Linked DNA regions of Mus musculus: region 2 is linked to region 1. Evidence: chromatin contacts called from public Hi-C data. All regions are on one chromosome and are shown on one strand. The core of a region is the stretch at or near the end of the contact, and the rest is flanking DNA. Distances in the headings are between cores, read along the strand shown.

Region 1 (2,700 bases), core at 151-2,650:
CATAGTTCTTTGTCTCAGGCTACAGTATTAAGAATAAATTCCTCAGTACAAAGATCCTAAAATTGAATCAGAAAACAGTTGTTTGAACTTATAACAGTCATGCCAAAGGACACATAGTGGCCTGTCATATTGGTAGTCTAGTATGCATGTTCCATACCAAGCAGAGCATGGGTGACAATTTACCCCTATAATGGTGTGCATAATATCACAAAAGCCATTCAAAGGAGAAGGACCTTACACTGTAATCTCATCTTGATTTCTCCATGTCCTATAACTAAAACATGTGAAGTTCTTAGCATTAGGGACCTACTCTCTAATTCTAAAATAGAATTACATCAGTCAAAACCTTTAATAGTTTATTGAGCTAACTTGGATAGAAATCCTTCTCTAGCAAGGGATTTTAAAAAAGTGTGTGTATGTGTGTATGAGAGAGAGAGAGCGAGAACACTTGTATTCTATAAATTTTCTATACAGAATATTTCTTTCAATCTCCTTAAATGCTGTCTATACTGTAATTACAAATGTTCCCAAACATTAAAAATTAGAATAATATAGTGAAACCTAATTTTACACATGTTGGGCAGTGTTGTCTCTTTTATGCCATTGTCCATTGGTCTTAAATGGTTAAAGGGACACGAAAAATAAATATTATCACCATTCAATACAGTATGGAGATATTCCCATGGTTTGTATCATTTATTTCACCCAATGAATGACATTTGCCATTGATAAGCTATCTAGTCATTCACCCTCTACTATCCACAATTAATTTCCGTCAGTCATCTGGCATTCAGATCTTGGGTTATTTCTGTATTGTTGCCACTATGCATATCCCCAAACCAGACATCCTTGATGGGGGTCAGATTGTATATTTGGGCCTGGTTTATGTCAAAGACAGAGTAGGGCCATGTTCTGGTTGCTTGCCAATGGAGAGGGCTTCCAAGAACTTATCAGTAAGTTCTGGAGAAGTTCCATAGCCCTTGACTTTCAATGAGCTACACCTGCTACTGAAAGATTCCTGGACAGAGTGGAAATCTCTACTACACCCAGTGCACTGGTTTTGCAAGAGAGAAAATGTAAACTTTAATGAGAGAAACTTTAAATGAGAAACGTTAATGAGAAAAACTTTAAAGAGAGAAAATGTAAACTTTAACCACCAACTCCTAGCACAAGCTCAATTTTTTAAAATTAATTTTACTTAGATAATTTTATCACGTGGATCTCCCATTATTCGTTGCCTAAGAGTTCAATCAATCCTGATGTAACTAGCTTAGCACCTGGTTTTCTGTTTCTGTTTTTGTTTTTTTTGTTTTTTTTTCCCCTAGCTCATCTGGCTGGACCCAGATCTTGCGACATTTTTTTTTCCACTCACTTGGACTGACTTCTTTTGTTTGTTTTAACTTTTGGTCACCATTCTCTTTCCCAATTGCTTCGGCACTTTAGATACCTGGTTTGCATGCCAGCCTAAATCGTTTAGATCTGCTAGAACCTTCTTCATAAAGCCCATGTCCCAACATGTGACTTGGCAAAGCTGCCAAAGCCTCATATTATTTGGTCTTCTTATTGCTGCTATAAAATTCCTGATCCCCCTCCCCCAAAAAACCGAAATGAAAAGAAAACACAAAACCAAACCAAAAGAAAATATAAAGCTTAAAGAAGGCAATTTAGTGCACACTCTGATTCACAGTTCAAGGCTTCCATCCATCAAGATAGAGAAGTCAGGAAAGCAAAATTTTGAGGCAGTTAGTTATGTTTTATCCACAGTGTGTGTGTGTGTGTGTGTGTGTGTGTGTGAGAGAGAGAGAGAGAGAGAGAGAGAGAGAGAGAGACTGTGTATGGGGGGGGGCATGTACATGCCACTGGGTATGTGTGGTCAGAGGATAACTGAAGATATTGGTTCTTGTCATCCACTTTGTTGAGATATGCCCCTCATTTACTGCTCTAGATTCTCATATCTCTACCCTCCATTTCTGTAGGACACTCTGATTACAGCCATACACTATTTAAAAGAACTTTCCCTGAGTTCTACCTATCTAAACTGAGGCCTTCATGTATACATGGCAAATACTTCCCCCACTAAGCCATCAGCCCAGCTCCCCAGTGGACAATTTTCCAGCCATTAACCTCTACTCCTTGTACCCTTAAGCTTCTGATCATATCATTGTGTAAAATAAATTCAGTCCCTCATAAAGAACTTATAGTCCTTAGCAACACTAATACTGTTGGAGAGTCTAAAGACTACGTCTCTTCTGAGAATGAGAACAATTGCTTGATTTTTGAGCTTCTATAAAATTAAAAATAAAAACATGTTCCCTTGTCCCTATATACAATGTCACAGAATAAATAGTCCAATTCTATACGGGAAAATGGGGACAGAGCAAGGAAAAGGGAAATAAAAAGACTGAAATTCAGCGGGGACACATTCTGAATCCTGCAGCTCCATGCCAGGCACCTAGACATTTCGATGAAATCACCTGAGATGCCCTGATTAGCTAACTCCTGCAACTCTGCCACCTGAAGCAAGTAGAACTTGGGCCATCTCTACTTGTGTAACCAGCTTTTCTTGGCAGCCTCTCCATGGTTTTGGCATCTCCCACATCCTTGTATCTCCGTTGAAACTTGGACTTCATCATCATTGCTTTACACAGTGACCTCAGGAATTTGCACAGAATAACAGCCCTGTTTCACATGGTGTTGGAG
Region 2 (2,700 bases), core at 49-2,548, 83 kb before region 1:
AGTCTTGCTTCTTAGTTAAGGAAAATAGCTGAGGGGGTTACTTAAAGTTATTTCTCTCCTGCCTTGGATTAGATTCATGCTTGCAAAGTTTAGCCTTTATCTCTGCATCATTTTCTGCCTGCAGGATCATTTGTTTACTGCTTTCGAATTTATGGTTGTTTACAGGGTCCAGGACATTCCACCATTTCTCACCTAAGACTTGAGAATACATTATTTTTACACGTAAAACTTCAAATATTGTGACGCTAAAACAGAGTGGGCTTGGCACGATATTAAAGCAAAAGATTGTGACTTTCATTGAATTGTGAGAGAAGGCAGGTCCTGTAGAAAGGCAAAAGCCAGGCAGGGAAACACACCTGTGTGTTTTAAATTTTCTCAGCTTCGTCTTTATTAAGAGTCATTTTATCTTTTGATTTGTTTGAGAATAGCCTTCTGAGACTTAACCCACACATTACACAATTCACCCTCTCAAGGGGTAGGTACACTACAGTGAATTCTAGTTTCTTCAGGGTTATGGTGTGGTTACCATATTCGATTTAAGAGTATTTTTATTACTCCAAAGAAATCTCACAACCGTGTGTTCTCTCAAAGAGAGTCAGCATAACTCCAAAGGGAGTTAGAAGGGAGGAAAGGTTCCAAGTCCTTTGTATTCCTGCCTCTAAATACTGTGGAATGGACAGGCAGGTGCCTCCTGCTCTCAGCTTGGCTGTTGTCGCTAGTGGCCAGACCTGTCAATCACTCCTGGAAACACGCCCCCCCCCCCAACCCTGCTGGGTAACCCTCCTTCCACACCTCCTCTAGGTTGCCAAGAAATCCTGGAACAAATGATGCCCCGGAGCTGCTTGTGGTTTTAGTAAGTAGGGTTTGAGTTGAATTTTAAACAAAGAAATAAATGTGTAAAGGAAAATGATATCCCAGAGCCTCACTATAATGTCCAAAGTTATATGCTTTTGCTTTAGGAAAGAGACACATGCTTTATTTTAAATAAGCCATTGGGCCCTTTGGGCTTTTTCTAGGCGTCTTTGTGTGTATCTAAGTCCTATTAAACTCTCTGTCAAATTGCAAGTGACTGTCATGGGCTGAAAATGCGTGTAAGAGTTGAATTTAGGGGTGACGCAACTCAACCCCTATAAACTCCTGGCCACTTTCCCCAGGCCTCCGTTCCAGCCTGTTGCTTTCTTGCTGACTCCAGGTCGGTTTTTATCGCAGACTTCAGTTTGACTTCCAAACTTCGGGGCTAGGGGCTCACCTCTTGATTAGCCCCGCCTCCTGCAGGCTCCCCCTCGGGGCTAGTGCCACAGCTGTTGGGACTGCAAACTGCTCCGACTGCAGCTAGGGACAGAGAGAAAGTATGAAGCCATCCTGGTTGCAATGTCGCAAAGTAACAGGCGCCGGGACGCTTGGGGCACCTCTGCCAGGATCCCCTTCAGTAAGAGGAGCCGCTGTGACCCGAAGGGCTTTGGTGGCCGGGTTTGGGGGCAGGGGCTGCAGGGCTCTGACCACCGGCAGTGGTGGTGAGTACAAGACCCACTTCGCAGCCTCTGTGGCTGACCCCGAAAGATTCTGGGGTAAAGCTGCTGAGCAGATCAGTTGGTACAAGCCCTGGACCAAAACTCTAGAGAGCAGATACCCGCCTTCCACAAGTTGGTGAGTGGTGTCTTAGTCATTTCCATTATCTCCTAACTTCTTAGATGCCAAGGCTGGAAGGTCTGGGACCAGGGATCTAAAGTTCTAAGAATGAAAAGAAAATCAAAATGTACGATGCCTTCAGCTATTGCTTGTTTGTTGGTTTCATTCTCATAGCTGTCCTACATTCTCTTTCTGAAGTTCTTGGTTATCTAGGGTGATCCCAGTGCCACAGAGGTTGACTTGCCAAGGCCCTGCTTGGCAGTGGGGATGAAGTTAAGTGACCAAAACAAAGGCTCAGGAAAACAAAGGCTTGGCTTGCATGGACTCTGCTGACTAGAAGAGGAGATCCTGTGTAAACAAATATAGAGTGTGTAATAGACTAGGGAATTATGGAGGGAGAAAGGGGGAAGGGCTGAGCAAGCCCTGGAAAGATTAGATCTCATCATTTCAAAGCTGAAGTGATCTTAGTATCAAAGTTCAAGGGGGTACCAGAGAGCCTGAAGTAACGGACACTGTAACTGTGTTATCTGGAGAAGTGAGAGAAAGGAGTTGGGGTAAAAGGAGGATTAGATAGTGTGCTAGGTACCATAGGCTTGTGCGTATGAAACCCCAGGATTGCCTAGGGGCTGATAGAGGCCAGGTGACCCATGGAGTCACAGTAGGAAGAAAGCTTTCATCTTGACATTTCAATTATAAATCCTTTCAAACATTGCTTTTATATTCAAAGGAGAAGACATTGTAGAAAAGTGTCTTTAGGCTACTGAGAGAGTGAGGCCCACAGACATGGAGTTTCTGGGTGCCTAGCCCTTTAAGGATATGGCTTCTCCCATCTGCTAGTTATTAGGAAATATTATCTGTAAAATTTGAAAAAAGAGCTTCGTAGCAGATGAGGGCAGTGCATTGGTCAAGCTGCCCTCTGTCTGTTCGGTTGATGACTTTATTCTCAGAACAGAGAATCTGTAATGAGAGTGAGAGGAGTCCCTTTTGCGTCTTCATCCTGCCTTGTTCCCTTTTGGTTTTGTTTGTGGGAATGTTTCCATGGTGATTCACATGCCCCCCCCCCCCACACAC

The links. A called contact is a pair of places that touch in the nucleus more often than the background predicts.
Region 2: a Hi-C map of liver shows a contact between it and region 1, with 3 times the contacts expected there. The contact joins the promoter of Acss3 here to the enhancer-like site in region 1. A contact is called at or near these places in 5 of 39 promoter capture datasets (the 3T3-L1 cell line, 3T3-L1-derived adipocytes and liver), 7 of 484 Hi-C or Micro-C datasets (liver and nephron progenitors), 1 of 115 datasets of contacts at active chromatin or transcription factors (liver) and 1 of 9 other capture datasets (adipose tissue).

What each region holds. Positions count from the first base shown.
Region 1 is chr10:107,039,286-107,041,985 of GRCm38.p6, reverse strand. The region is part of intron 5 of Acss3 (acyl-CoA synthetase short-chain family member 3); the gene reads left to right. Among named protein-coding and RNA genes, the nearest start is that of Acss3, 83 kb to the left of the region's middle. Within about 2 kb of position 1,400, at least 6 of the 459 cell types and tissues checked have an H3K27ac peak or open chromatin away from gene starts, as enhancers often do. A contact at or near this core is called in adipose tissue and liver, where this site is marked.
Region 2 is chr10:107,122,235-107,124,934 of GRCm38.p6, reverse strand. Acss3 (acyl-CoA synthetase short-chain family member 3) reads left to right here and starts at 1,298. Exons shown (of 16, transcript NM_001142804.2): 1 at 1,298-1,647. The coding sequence starts at 1,352.